2 separate regions of the Lathyrus oleraceus genome follow, and region 2 is linked to region 1. The links are chromatin contacts, called in public Hi-C maps. All regions are on one chromosome and are shown on one strand. The core of a region is the stretch at or near the end of the contact, and the rest is flanking DNA. Distances in the headings are between cores, read along the strand shown.

Region 1 (7,778 bases), core at 5,014-7,513:
TAAGTTTTCCTTAAATCATGTAGTCTCATACCTGCACAACCTCATGATCTCTCTCATTCCAATGTGAATTCTGGCGACCACTCCCCATCCTTTTTGACCTCGGGTGTTACAATCATTCCCCGCCATCTTCGGCCTCAGGTGTGATATGTCCACCAGTATGCTTGGTTCGTCCTCGAACCACATCGTACTGGTGATGTTTGCTCTGATACCATTTGTAACATGAGTCTTTCAGAATTATAGAATGATTTCACAAACCAACATGAGTCTTTTCATCATGTTTTGTCCTCACTCACAGGCTTTGCAAAAAACTTTTCAAAAGGCCACTCATCCAAATACTACTCTAAGTCAAACACACTTAACTATGAAATTCTTATTTGTTAGGCTATTGAAAAGAAGAGGCATCTTGTTGATATAAATAATATCAATCAATCCTTATAAATCTTTCTTAAACCATACAGTCTCATACCTGCACAGTCTTAAAATTTCTCTCATTTCAATGTAAATTCGGGCGACTATTCCCCATCTTATTTAGCCTTGAATGTTACAATCACTCCCCGTCATTTTCGGTCTTATAAACAACCGCATAAAACATATCATAATTTTGTCACTATATCAATAAAGATAGCATCCTTCAAGCATGGTCATACAATCAATTAACCTTGTTGCTTGCTTACACACTATCTATTATCTAACTTATACATCAAAGTATCTTTTGCATATATATACCCGTGTGCATCTATAGATATAGTGTATGAGAAGTGTGATTACGCCAACACACACTAACATAAAGATCACATGAATCATTTGGTGAGGTGATCCATATATATATATATATATATATATATATATATATATATATATATATATATATATATATATATAATCAAAACTAAACTTACATATCATACTTTATTAAATTTACAAATATTCAAGTAAATTTTATTTGATTCAAATTTATATTATAACATTTTGATACAATTTTTTAGGTGAGTTCATATTAGTCACAAACAATAAAAAAAAATTGTTGGTATCCTAAAGTTTTAATTAAAATCGGTATTTTATAAGAAGATCCATACAAACATTTAAATTTATTTTAATAAAACTAATATTAAAAAAACATAAAGTTAAATAATTAGATAATTGTTTTCATATTCAATCAAATTCAATGATACCATAGTATTTTTTTAACAAGATTTTGAATTTGAAAATAATCTTTGGGCACGCAATAGTCTAACTTTTACATAATTATTTTTATAATTAATTATCTAAAATGAGAGAAAAAAATTATGTTTCTCAATTATCAATTTAATAAAAATTATCATAAAAAAGTATAAATGTTTGTCAGTTTGAATATGGTCTTATATTAAAGGATAGTAAAAAGTTATTTCAATATATTTTTAATCTCTATAAAAATATAAACTTTTAAAGTTTAGTTTTACAAAAAAATATCTGTCATTCTTTTTATTTTAGTCTTTTTTTGAAGATTTAAAATATCTATTTTTTGTGAAATATTTTAAAAATAAAAAATATATTTTTACAATCTTCAATATTATGAATGATTAGTATTTCAACTTTAATAAGAATTAAACTCAAAATTTTGTGATTTTGTAAAAAATTAATAATCAATTAAAATGAATCTGATCGTTAACAGTTAGGACATGGATGATAAGAGAGAGAGAGAGAGATGTGTATGGATAAAGTAATACAGTCATCATGCACATTACCCTGCCACTCATGCAACTTCAGCTGTATTTTATGTGACTTTTCAAAATATACAGAAATAAATTATGAAACAATTTAGTTTGAGTTTTTCTTTATTCAAGTGGATTCCATAAATGTTACTCCCTCATATTTTATTTATAAGAGAGAACTTCCTTCGGTCCTATCCATCTTGGTCCTATTTATAAGCAATTAATAATATATCAGATACATTAATTATTGGATAAATTTTAAAAAAAAATTGTTATCTTATAAAACAAAAGGTGAGAATGAGTCAGTCTGCAATCAAGTAGGACTTTGAATTGATAACGAAAGAATTCCACTTTCTGTGATTGGCTTTTGTTGGAATGTCTTCTCGTTGCGTTGGCAGATAAGAGCTTCAACCTGTTTCTTAAAGCAGCCCACGTGCATCAAGTTAATCACATGGAATATTGACCACAAAAACCACCTCGCCTTCAACTATCATTGTCACTGTTGAATTAATATACCTGAAATTGGATCCACTACATCTAACAGAACAAGCTGGTTTTTCAATCTACCAGACTGTGATTTGAGCTAACCAAATATAAAATACAACTAGTCAAATACATCACTAAACAATAAAGAGAAGTTTAACACGCAGATTTCTTCTTTTGAATTAAGTATATCATCCTCCACAACACTCTAACCAATACAGATTTAAGTTTTCATCGCAGGTCTAACCAGCCCCAAACCAGACCCGCTTCCCAAATGCTTGAAATCTTTGGCTTCAAGATTATCGTCGTGACCCGCAAAACCTGTACCTCCCCTCTTCAAATTCACCAGATGTCTCTCTTTACACGCCTTGTTGCAAACAAGACAAACCTTGTCGACAGCCATAAATCTGTCGGAACATTTTTTGCAAAAAACATGCCCGCATGAACTGAGGGCTACAAGTGACATTGTGTTGGTGAGAGTGGTTTTGCAGCTAGGACAAACGTAGCTCCTATCAAGGGCGTTGGGTTTTTTCTGCTCACTAGTATCTTCGGTGAACTGGACAGGGAAAAGTGTTTTTAACTTCAGATTCTCCTTGCCTTCTGGACAGATAGTAGTTGTAGAGGGAGCGTCTACTTTAACAGAAGCTTCTGGTGTAGCGGAAGGTAGCCAAAATGCCTTCATTGTCCTAAGAGCTTCCTCCTCATAGGAAGTGACCTTTACACTGTTTGCTCCATGAAAACCATTCTTATCACGGTTATAGCTTCTATCACTGTATTGTGGTACAGCACCGTGATTCTGCTGATCAAATGCATCAAGCTCTTTAGCCTTCTGCAACGTTAATTTCTCTTCTTCCTCTTCTTTTTCTTGCTTCTGCTGAGCAGAATGTGCCACAAGCCTCCTATTTTATTGCAAATGGAAATATAAAAAACAACATTGTTAATGTTCACAGCATAATTCTGGTAGTATCCATAGCAAGAAAATATAACATGCATAAGAACAACATATATTTAAATGTTCTGAATTACGGAATACCAGCTATCACAATCTACTGGATTTTCTGGATAGAACTAGTAAATTCATTTAGTCTATCATACAGAAAATTTGCAAAAATTAAATAATGGCAGCAGCTAATAGAGCACCTAATCTATTTAAGGAATAAGAAAATTAGCCAAAGTGTCAAAATTTATGTCAAAATTTGAGGAAGTTAAATCAAATGGAAAGTTAAATCAAACAAAGCCAATTGAAAAGCTCATAAAAACTGGTCCAGTTATGGTACCTGGACTTTTGAGGGACTTACTACAATAGAACAAAAAGACTGACGAGAGATGGAATCATCCATTGATTTCTTCGTACATTCAGTTGAGAAAATGAAGGAACAAAGAATGTTCGTGAAGAAAAAATGGAGCAGCCAATAAGTCTTGATAACAATGACAAAAATCGTTGAAAAGTCAACGCGCGATGGTGACAGGACCAGTTCTTGGTCACAAAGGATTCAAACCATGCTTTATCTGTCATTGAAACTGTCAGATCAGGAATTCCCAAGGCAACAATGGCGATCCAAGTCAAAGGTAGTTTGACCATGCTCCCACCGGCTGCAAACCCACATGTGCTTGATAGTGTGACATAACCAGCAGAGCAAACAACGTTTAGCACAACAATGAGTGTCTCTCTCGAGTAACTGGACTCGATCAATTACCTATTCACTACCACCCACCCTAAGAGCCACCACATGCTAATCGTAATGTGGAATTTTGCATGTCCTTGCCAACTGTGTTGTCACGGGAGTGTACACAACAGCTATGTCCTTCACAGGAAACAGTTAAAATATTTTTGGTCTTAACTATCTGATTCAGAGGAAGGCCAGATATGGATCGGATCCTGATCAATTCTAAAAGAAGAGGAAGGAAGCACCGCGTGAAAACTTTGCAAAATAGGCTTGTTTTTTGAACTAAAGATTGAGCCGTGGCAGGCTTTGGTAAGGAGATTAATACAGGAAAACTAAAAAAGTGGTTCTTCAATTAGCCTCTATTTTGGCTTGAATAGGCCAAGCGCCAGCCCAAAGGATTGAAGGAATACATGCAAAAATTCTCTTATCACTTCTGCAGCCAACTTCTTTGGGCTCAATGAAGTGAACAGCTCAAGAGAAATCAGCATATACAAATACTGGGGCACAACCCCTGTGATTTGGGTGCAAAAAACAAAATTCATATTCCAAGGAAATAAACTTGTCAGAAACGATCTGGTTGTGGTAAGACAGAATGGGCATGCAAGAAGGAGCTGGAAGAATGCATCAAGGTTGGGAGAAGTAAAATGTTACAGCAGAGAACGGGAGGACGCTTATTACATATGCTGTATCATCTTATTCAAAATTTAGTGTGTTTGAAGCTCTAAGGCAAAGTAAGGGCATAAATGGAGTGTGACAACTACAAATGAAGTTGGAAGATTTATGGAGTGTACTCTCAAACTTTCAGAAGGATCTTGATGATGTACCCGATACTGCAAATGCTTGGCTACATGTATGCTCAGTTTGGTCAGACCGAAAAGGGTGAGGAACTTATTAGAAAAGCAACAAATGTTGATCCTCGTGATGCATGGGCTTATTTTATATTGAGAGAGAATCTTTAACTTTGACCACCGACATGGGAGCTGCACTAGACGCATTTAAAACCGCTAACTCAATTTAAAGACGGTAGATCAAAATATACCAATTCAATTATTCAAAAAATTATTTGTGTTCTGTTTGAAAGGGGGTTCCATCAGCAACTATTTTGTATGCTCGTCTCCTGACTTACAAAAATAAGTGTCTAGCAGCACAGGATATCCTTCACGCTTTTATCATTGGCCTGTGGCCTATAGGTAGGACACTGGATTGTGTGTCAGTGTTTTTAATCTAGGATCGGTCGGTGTTTTTGACTTAAAAGTCAAGCTTATCCCTCGACCTTCTTTACATTGCTTCCTTAAAACAGTTGAACGTAGGGCATGTGACACTGAGTACGTTCAACAGTTCTAAGAAGGCAGAGGAATAAACTTGACTTTTAAATTAAAAACACCGATCGGTCCTAGATTAATATGAAATCAAGAGATAGAAGTTGCCTTATTAAAGCTCAACATACTCTTGGACAGTGTTTTGGGAGTATCACCCATCATATAGAGTGACACCCCTCACCTTACAAGCCGGTTTTGTAGGGATGAGTTAGGATAAAGTCTAATTCAATAATGGTATCACTGCCTACCGATTCGGGCCATCCACTGTTTATATGCGCACCAAGCCCAATAGTGATGGGCGCAAGGAAGTGTATTGAAAACAAGTCCCACATACCCATAATATGGGCCACCCACCGTTTATATACACACACCGAGTCCAATAGTGTGGGACATGAGGGGTGTATTGGGAAAAGCCAAGTCCTAAATTGGTTAAAAATAAAACCCACTAATGGTTTATATTGTAGGAATGAGTTAGACTAAATTATAATTCTATCACACCAGTCCAGCACTATTTGTGAATCTTACTTTCCTCCTTTCCATGTTCAGGTTTCGAGCAGTTTGAGGAAGGTTTTTCTAGCAGCAGATATCTATGCTGCCATATTTTCCTTCTACCATGACAATAATGGAGATTTGAGCTCCAATAAATTGTCTGGCCAATACCACAGATGCGTTTTGAAATCACTATATAGCACACATATTTCAAACTACACAAAAATCAAACATTCAAATTTATTGAACAGAAGAAAAAACTTGAAAGTACCTTTGAATATCTTTCTTCTGAGACAACAAGCACTCAAGAATACACTCTTTACAGAAAAGATGACCTTTTTGGCAGCTCATAGGATCAATTAACGATTTGAGACAGAGAGAGCAAGCATCGAAGGGTTTGATTGAATCCTTCCCCAACCTCTCCTTCTGCGTTCCATAACCAAGCTTCCGCTTCTCATCGTAGGTGAAGAACGCGAGATCGTTGTTATTCTTCGAATGTCTCTGAGGCATTTCTTTCCCCAATCACCAATTTCACACAAAGATTGTTAGGGTTTGAGATCTTCAACTTTCAGATTTTCGATTTTGATTGATTTTCGATTTCTATCATGTTTTTTATCAGACCCATGGATGTTAATGGGCTTTTAAGGGCTTTTTACTTGGGCTTTTTTTATTAAATATTTTTATTTTGGAAATTTCTTAATCATTCTATATATTAGTTAGGTACCATGTCAAAATACAAAAATGCCATCGGTTTTCGAAGATGCATCTTCGGACGCACTATGATTATATAGAATTTTGACTTAACGTTAAAATACTCTAGAGATGCATCTTCAAACTTATTTCGAAGATGCATCTTCAAATGGTATTGGACCTTAAATCGGGTCAGAACCCTTCTTTCTCCTCATTTCTAAAAAAACTCTAAACTTTCTCAAATTCTCTAAAAAAAATCATCAATCAAGTCCAAAATCAAACAACCAATCTCAAAGGATCTTCAATCAACATCAAGTACATCAGAGACATCATTCAACACTAAAGTAAAGTCTAAATTTGTAAGTTTTTAATGTTTTGATAAGTTTTTTAAACTTTTGCGTAAATGAATAGAAAATGATGATTTTGGTAAGAAATGAGTAGGACTTGCATGAATAGTAGTTTATACATACTGTAAAACATGTTTGTTGGTTGAAAATAACAATCAAACCATTATTTTTGGGGTTTGTATGTCTGCATTGTCGTCATTGATAGACTTGGAGAGTTGTAGAAAATTCTGAAGATGCATCTCCAGAATTTTTCAATGTTTAGTTTCACAGTAATCGAAGATGCATCTCTAAAAATCATCAGTCTATTTTTTTTACTTTCTTGCTTGTAGTGTTGCTTGTACTAATTTTCTGGTTTACTTACATGCATTATGGTTGATAGACACGATAAACCGCGACACTGGAAGATTGCACAACAAACATTAGTACACGGGGAGAATAGTCAAGTTTCAGAGGCTCATGTTCACTCTAGCCATGTTGAGGCATCTACTTATGGGGCTTATGTTTCCCATCTTCGTCTTCTACGGGTTTCACCTACCGACGCACCACTCCCTTCATCTTTCCGCAGGTGACTGATTTCAAATGTGCCAAAGGTACCCGAGTCATCGATTGTACTTGATGCACCACTGCCACCTCCGATTGTTGAGCTTGCTGAGCTAACGCCACTTCCAGATGGTGAGGCTGATGGAGCTGATGAGCCAGTGCCACCTCAAGCATTTGGAAGAGGCCCTATAGAGTTGTCATTGTTGCCTCTGTATTTGGACCATATTGCAAGACATATATGGGATGGAGAGGTAAGATTAGTTGGATTCGTTTTTTTTAATTATGTTTTAAATTTATTTTTCTGCAGGACTGTGGTTCGCTTAAGTTTATTAACCATGTGCAGAAGATTACTGACTTGCCTCAACTGAATCAGGAGTGGTTTCAGGATGCTTTGTTCTTAACTGGGATGAAGGACTTGTGCATGATCGGTTATATTACGGTCAACTACGGGATACTTAATGCATTTGTGGAGAGATAACACATTGCTGCCTCGTCATTTTATATACCGCTTAGTGAGATGTCTCACTTGACGATGTGTCGTGTTTGCTGCAT
Region 2 (6,781 bases), core at 2,613-5,112, 170 kb after region 1:
CCACTTGTCAGTAATGGATCATGTAAACTTATATTCATTCTACAATGAACTCGTGATAATTATCGTACACCATCCATTGTAATTTTAAGGTAGATGAAAACCAATTAACAAAAGTCGAATCAACTTTTGCATATGGCTAAATTGAAATATAACAATGGCATAAAAGTTCAATTGTTTATAGGAAAATAAAAGCAGAAAATATGAAGAAACACTTATTACATTTTGAATACAAACGGTACTAAATGCACCAATCTTCTTCTTGTAACCCAATATATCCATCTGAGACCTTTGCATCCTCCTCATGTTTTATGAATAACACATTGCAACACAATAAATATATAAATCCATGTTATTCTGTGGGGCCTATTATTTATTATTATTTTCAGTATGAACATATGTGACTACAAAAGAAACAAAAATATAAGTGGGCCATTACATAAATTAGATGTGGACCATATAATTCTAGTTTTTTAAAACTCTAACAGTATGAATGACAAAACAAAGTAAATAATTCATGATGATGAACATAATAGCTGGAAAATTCATACAACTAATGTAGGAATTGAGTTTTGGTGTCTGAGTTTAGAGTACAAAGTACAAACATGATACATATTACATATTAGAAACTTGTTACATGAAGTTTACTATTGAAATAAGAGATATCAAAAGGTTTGAAGTTAAGCTTGGTAGTAAGATTCGTAGGAATTGTGAGGGACTGCAACATCATATAATAAATTATTTCTTCTCCATCTTCACTTGTTTGTGACGTAGCCTGGTTGAAGAATGTTCTCATACAACTAGTTCTTTAATAGTGGTTGACTCACTCAAACCTTGAAGTGCACCCCTTTTACCATATATGACATGAGTAACTGACTTTTTTTCCCATGAGTTTTAAAGACCTAACCAAAATACAACGTAAAAACAAATCAGCAAGCTTATGTAACTTCAAATAAATATATATCATCACATGTGAAAAGAGAAATTAAAACATAAGCTATAATATTTGTAGTAGGAACTGGTGGTGATGGTTGTGGATTCAGTTTAAAAGTAATTTCCAATTCCCGCAGCATTAAACATAATATTATAGTACAATTGATAATGGTTTGATCAGAAACTTTTCTAGATTATCATAATATAGCAAGACATAAAATTGAAGGTATTTATAATGCTTACTGTGATGATATTTTGTTCTTCAGAAAGTGTTGCCTCATCCACACTCTCCTTAATCTAATTGTATAAGGATCATATGGTAATAATGAGTTACATGTCACACGAGATAAAACAAAAGATAAACAAATTAATGTAATAGAAAGTTTATTATAAAATACCTGCATAATTTGGTTATCATGAACATAAGTGGAAGTAGGACTCTGTCAGAAAGGGAGGATAATTATGTTGCAATAATGTACATGTATACATTTAGGCACACTGTAATAATGAGTTTGTGAAATACCTTTCAAACCTTCCAGTGAGTAAGTAACTTATCAATTGTGTCTTGATCACAGTTGATAGATGTAACACTTGCATTACCCCACCTGGATTGCCATTTGACTTTGAAGGCATGTGTTTTTACGAAGTAATTTATCAAGGACCAACCAAAATTCTTGTGGATCATTAACACTAGCCTATATGAAAAGACAAAAGTGTAATGAAAAACTAAAACTTTGATGTCAGGAGAATTTAAATGAGAAAATATATGGGGTCAGACCTCAAGCATTGATTGACGAAGTTGAGCAGCTGAAATATCCTATAATTCGGAACACTCTTTGTCCTAGAACACAAAAATGACCTTACAACCATCATTTACAACTTCAATTTCGATTTTATACCTATATATTTTTCAATGCATTCAACATTGTATTAAATAACTTAGAGTGTATATTTTACTTAAATCATACCTATAAATCTCAGTTTCAGTTTTATGGCCACTTTCGCATACATAAGGTGGACAATTTCCTTTACCAGCCTGTATTGATAACATATAACCTATTAAGAAGTCTTTCTTCCATTTTCCATAGATAATGTTAGCAAAAGGTTTGAATGTATGTTTTTTTCCAGGGATTTGATGTTTGTTTAAATTAGTCACAGAAGTTCCAGCAGTAAAGTTGATGATAAACTTACGTTCAAAAGTTTTGAACATGAGATCATTTGGTTGAGGGAGAAAATTTGTAATAATGTATGTTTTGTTAATTGATAAAGCTGAATCAAAAGTTGCCTTCAACGCTGGAGCTATTTTAACATGAATATATGTCCCCTACAAATACATCACATACATCAGTTTAAGGCAATTTTAGGTAATAAGTGAGCATATTCAAAAATATTACAACTTTTTCAAAGGCATTAAAAACACAAAAAGGAAAAACTCACATCAACATCAACAAAAATGAGCTCCAAATGCTCCTTGTTGTTTGTTATCACGATCCATTTGTGATGAACTTTAACGACAACTTTTCAGAGCTCTTTCCGATCACTTATGTTGACGATCTTTTCAAAAGGCATTGCCATTTCACAGTTCCTACGAAAATGTGTAAATCAAAATCAGTAATACATAATGACATACACAAATATGAACACGTAAACAGAATCGGGCCATATAAGTTGCTCACAAACATCAAAATAACAACTTCACATAACAGATTCTGAAACATAGTTGCTCATAAAACATCAATATAACAACAACCAGAAGAGAATCTGAAAAAAGAATCAGAGTAGCTCACGAGCATTAATATATGAAAAAATGAAGAAAAACACAAAAACGAACACATATTGAAACCTAAAGTTATAAACTTTTATCGGGTATACCAATAAGTATTGTTTCATAGGCTCAAAATCAATAACTCATAACAATTACATGAATAATGAAGAAGGCAGACCATTTGTTGGTAAAATGATTTGCAAAGTTCATTTTCTTCAACCTTTGATGTTAAGCTTCTTAGTATCGAAAGGGTAAAAAAATTTACATAAGCAATCTGAGGTTGGTGTCTAGGTTGCAAACATCACCTTCAGATTGAGCAGATAAAGTATGAGAGAGAAAGAAGTTCAAGTAGAGAAAAGTCAGGAGGGAGAAAGTACAAAGTTGTATTTTGGAGGGATATATGAAAAAGTTAAACATTGGTTTATGTGATAAAGTTAAATCAGATAGTTACTTTGTAACCAACCAAAGCAAGTCAAGTTGCAACACAAGGTAAGTTGAAAGTTAATAGAATAAGTAGAAACCAAACAATACAAATTATGATAGTTTGGTTGCATAAAGTAAAATTTGGACATATTTTACCCTCAAAATAATGACATTGCAGAAATATTTTATCCTCAAAATAATGACATTACAGAAATATAAAATAGAGCTTCCACAACTATCTTCTTTTTTTTATATTATAGATATTTTTCAATGCCACATGCCAATAATGTTTTATCACATTACAAATTTTCATTTACAAACTCTAAATTTTTGTATATGAAACCTCCTACTTATAAACTATCTATTAAGTATGATAATTGGTTAAAGGTTATGGACGCACAATTTACAACACCTAATCAAAAAAAAAAAATGGATTATCACAAAGTTAGCACCACATAAGAGACTTACTAGATGCAAATAGATATATAAAATATCCACCTAAGGGAAATAATGCTAGATTTGTTACAAAAAAATTTCACTCAAATAAAAGATATAAAATTTTGATGCTTACTCACTTGTTGCCAAATTAACAACTATAAAGATGTTGATAATGCCTTTGTATATAAAAACTTAAAAAACTTAAATGAAGAGGTTTATATGGAACTATTTCATGGCATTACATCTAATAATACTAACAATGTTTGTAAATTGTTTAAATCTATCTATGGACTAATAATACTCACAATTATTTCCTTAGGAGTTTCAAATAATTTTTTGTTTTTGAAGGAAATCCCTCATTGTTATCACACACATATAACCGTTTGTGCGGGTATAAAACGCTAAACACCGGTGCGTTTAGCAATTGCATTTTAATCTTTCGAGATTTTAGGGATTCGTGTTCACTCTTGCCGCTCTTGCACCTCACTCACTGATTTCAATCTTCAACTTGCGCAAGGTAAAGTTCCCCATTTCGCGTTCCTCTTTTTCTTCCTCAATGCAAATGATCGATGAAACAATCAACAATTTGATCTGCACAAGATTCAAAACCCTGCCAATTTCGTCTTTTGATTTTGATTTTGATTTTTTACCTCGTTTCATCAAGAATTTCTAATTGATTCTGTTATTCTCTTGTGCCGTGATTTCAACGCAATTTTATGATTCGGTCAACTATGATGAATTTTATTGTTATCTTTGGCAGTGTTATTTAGTTCGATTGTTGCTTGTTTTGAAAAGAAATTGAACTCCGTTAAGAGGGAAAAATGCGGAATAAAGAACCAGTTTTGGATGATGGGGAAGTGGTGTATGAGGATGGTCCAGGTTGTGGGTGGAACGCTTTTGAGGATGAGGATGTAATGCAGCAGACATCTTCTATTCATGACGATGAAGCCAAGAAGCTTCCATATGTGGGTGACAAGGTAAGGCTAAATGGCTAACTCTTTGAAACTTGTTTTCTTGATTATGTAGAATTAAGTGTTAGTTAATTGAGGGTGTAAATTTTGCAAAATTGTTTGGGAAAATTTATTCAAAAGTTGTTTTCAGCTTATTTTCACAAGTTTTTAAGATAGCTTATGTAAATAGCTTATAGTTTATTTATAGGAAAACATTATGAATTTATTTTATCTTTTGTTATTGAAATAGATTATAGATCATGATAAGTGTTTGTGCTCTAAGCTGCGAATAAGCTGTTTATCCAAATAGGGCCTTGCTGTACATAGTGCTAATAGATTCTCTTTTCTTATACACCTGAATTTGATGAAGAATTTATTTGAGCAAAGTGCCACAAGTTGTATAACTATAAATGGCATTACTTTTGTAAGTTGTTTTCAGCTAATTGATTGAGGGCATAAGTTTTGCAAAAACTGTTTGGAAAACTTATTCAGTAGTTGTTTTTAGCTTATTTTCACAAGTTCTCAAGATAGCTTATGAAAATAGCTTATAGTTTATAGGAAAACATTCTAAATTTTTTTAATCTTTTGTTATTGAAATAGGTTATAGATCATGATAAGTGTTTGTGCTCGAAGCTACGAATAAGCTGTCTATCCAAATAGGGCCTTGTTGTACATAGTGCTAAACTGCTAATAGATTCCCTTCTCTTATACACCTGAATTTGATGAAGAATTTATTTGAGCAAAGTGCCACAGGTTGTTAAACTATAAATGCCATTACTTTAGGTGTCTTGTTGTTTGTTTTAATCTTTGGGATTTCTTTAGTGGATGGAGGAGGGGATGCAATACAATTTTATTTTAGTAATTATTTAAAGGACAAAGATTTCATGTGGTAAATTGGCAGGAACCACTATCTAGCTTGGCTGCTGAATATCAATCAGGCAGTCCTATCTTACTGGAAAAAATCAAGGTTTGATTGGTCAAACTTTTATCCCTATCTTCTTTTGTGTTGTGTCTTATCATATCCTAGCATGTTGTCATATTTCTTGAATCTTTCTCTTGTTCCTCTTAATGCAGGTGCTTGCTGAGCAATATGCTTCCATTCGGCGTACTCGGGGAGATGGAAACTGCTTCTTTCGAGGCTTTATGTTTTCATACCTCGTATGTTTTATTGTTTCCAGTTTAGTAGCATCTTCTACTTCAAAATTGAATGGATATTCTGGCTTGGGTCTAGGGGATTTGGAATAAAACATTCCAAATTTCCAATAATTTCAGTCAATAAATTAGTCTTCTCTCTCTCTCTAGGAGCATCTTTTGGAAGCTCAAGACAAAGCAGAAATTGATCGCGTCAAGGTTAATATTGAGAGAAGTAGAAAAGCACTTCAGACCTTGGGTTATGCAGAGTTGACTTTTGAAGATTTTTTTACGGTAACTTATCAATTGCATTCTTCGTTCCTTGTGTTTCTGGGGTTACATCCTTGCTTACTTTATACAAATACCTCAATGATTTTCTAGCCTAAATGAATATACCGACTAAACTTATGAAAAATGATCCAAACATAGACAAATTGTGCCGGGTATACGTAGTAATCTAAGCTAACCTCTAGGCTTGTCGAAAGTAGCTACTATGACTTCACATATGCCTTCTGTCTATCTAGCCTTCTATGGAAAGTATATGAATGGGTCTTCCATCTGTGCAGTTTTAATTTTGTTTATTCATATTGGAATTTGAATTCGTTTCTTAAACTTATCTTTTCTATAATTTAAAAAAATGTGATAAGTTATCCTAATCATCATGCAGTGGCTTATTATCATCTTCGATGTCATGTCACTTTTTCTTTATATCCTTCCCCTTTGAAATGATAATAAAGGATGTTCACTTTGAGGCGAGGTTATTGTGATATTATATAGAAACCAATAACTAGAGTAGCAAAAAAGTTTAAGCCTCTTAATCTTTATGATATGGAGCTATGGAAAATAAAAAATCGGCTGATCAGAGTTATGTTATGGGGCAAATTTTTAAAAAAGTTGAAAAGTTATACAATAGAAAAAAAATATAGGCTGCATTCAATTTCAATCTTAATTCTGTATAAAGTTTTCTATTTGAGGGAAGAATTTGGAAAATTTTCTGGCTTATAGTTCTCATTCAAGAATACATTGTTTAATTTTTTTTAAATGCTATAAACTGGGCATCTGGTACCCAGAGGTTAATAAGGTGTTAACTATCTCACTGTAAATTTACCTTTTACTATCTCACTGTAAAAAATATTTCAGCTAT

Evidence for each region. A called contact is a pair of places that touch in the nucleus more often than the background predicts.
Region 2: a Hi-C map of leaf shows a contact between it and region 1, with 5 times the contacts expected there. The contact joins the promoter of LOC127083045 here to the promoter of LOC127083036 in region 1. A contact is called at or near these places in 2 of 2 Hi-C or Micro-C datasets (both in leaf).

The regions. Positions count from the first base shown.
Region 1 is chr1:450,015,012-450,022,789 of CAAS_Psat_ZW6_1.0, forward strand. It overlaps LOC127083036 (E3 ubiquitin-protein ligase CSU1), which reads right to left and starts at 6,264. Exons shown (of 2, transcript XM_051023267.1): 1 at 5,921-6,264; 2 at 2,169-3,073. The coding sequence starts at 6,159. The coding sequence ends at 2,398.
Region 2 is chr1:450,186,909-450,193,689 of CAAS_Psat_ZW6_1.0, forward strand. It overlaps LOC127083045 (OVARIAN TUMOR DOMAIN-containing deubiquitinating enzyme 1), which reads left to right and starts at 3,863. Exons shown (of 9, transcript XM_051023279.1): 1 at 3,863-4,073; 2 at 4,317-4,533; 3 at 5,408-5,473; 4 at 5,581-5,664; 5 at 5,809-5,931; 6 at 6,778-6,781. The coding sequence starts at 4,378.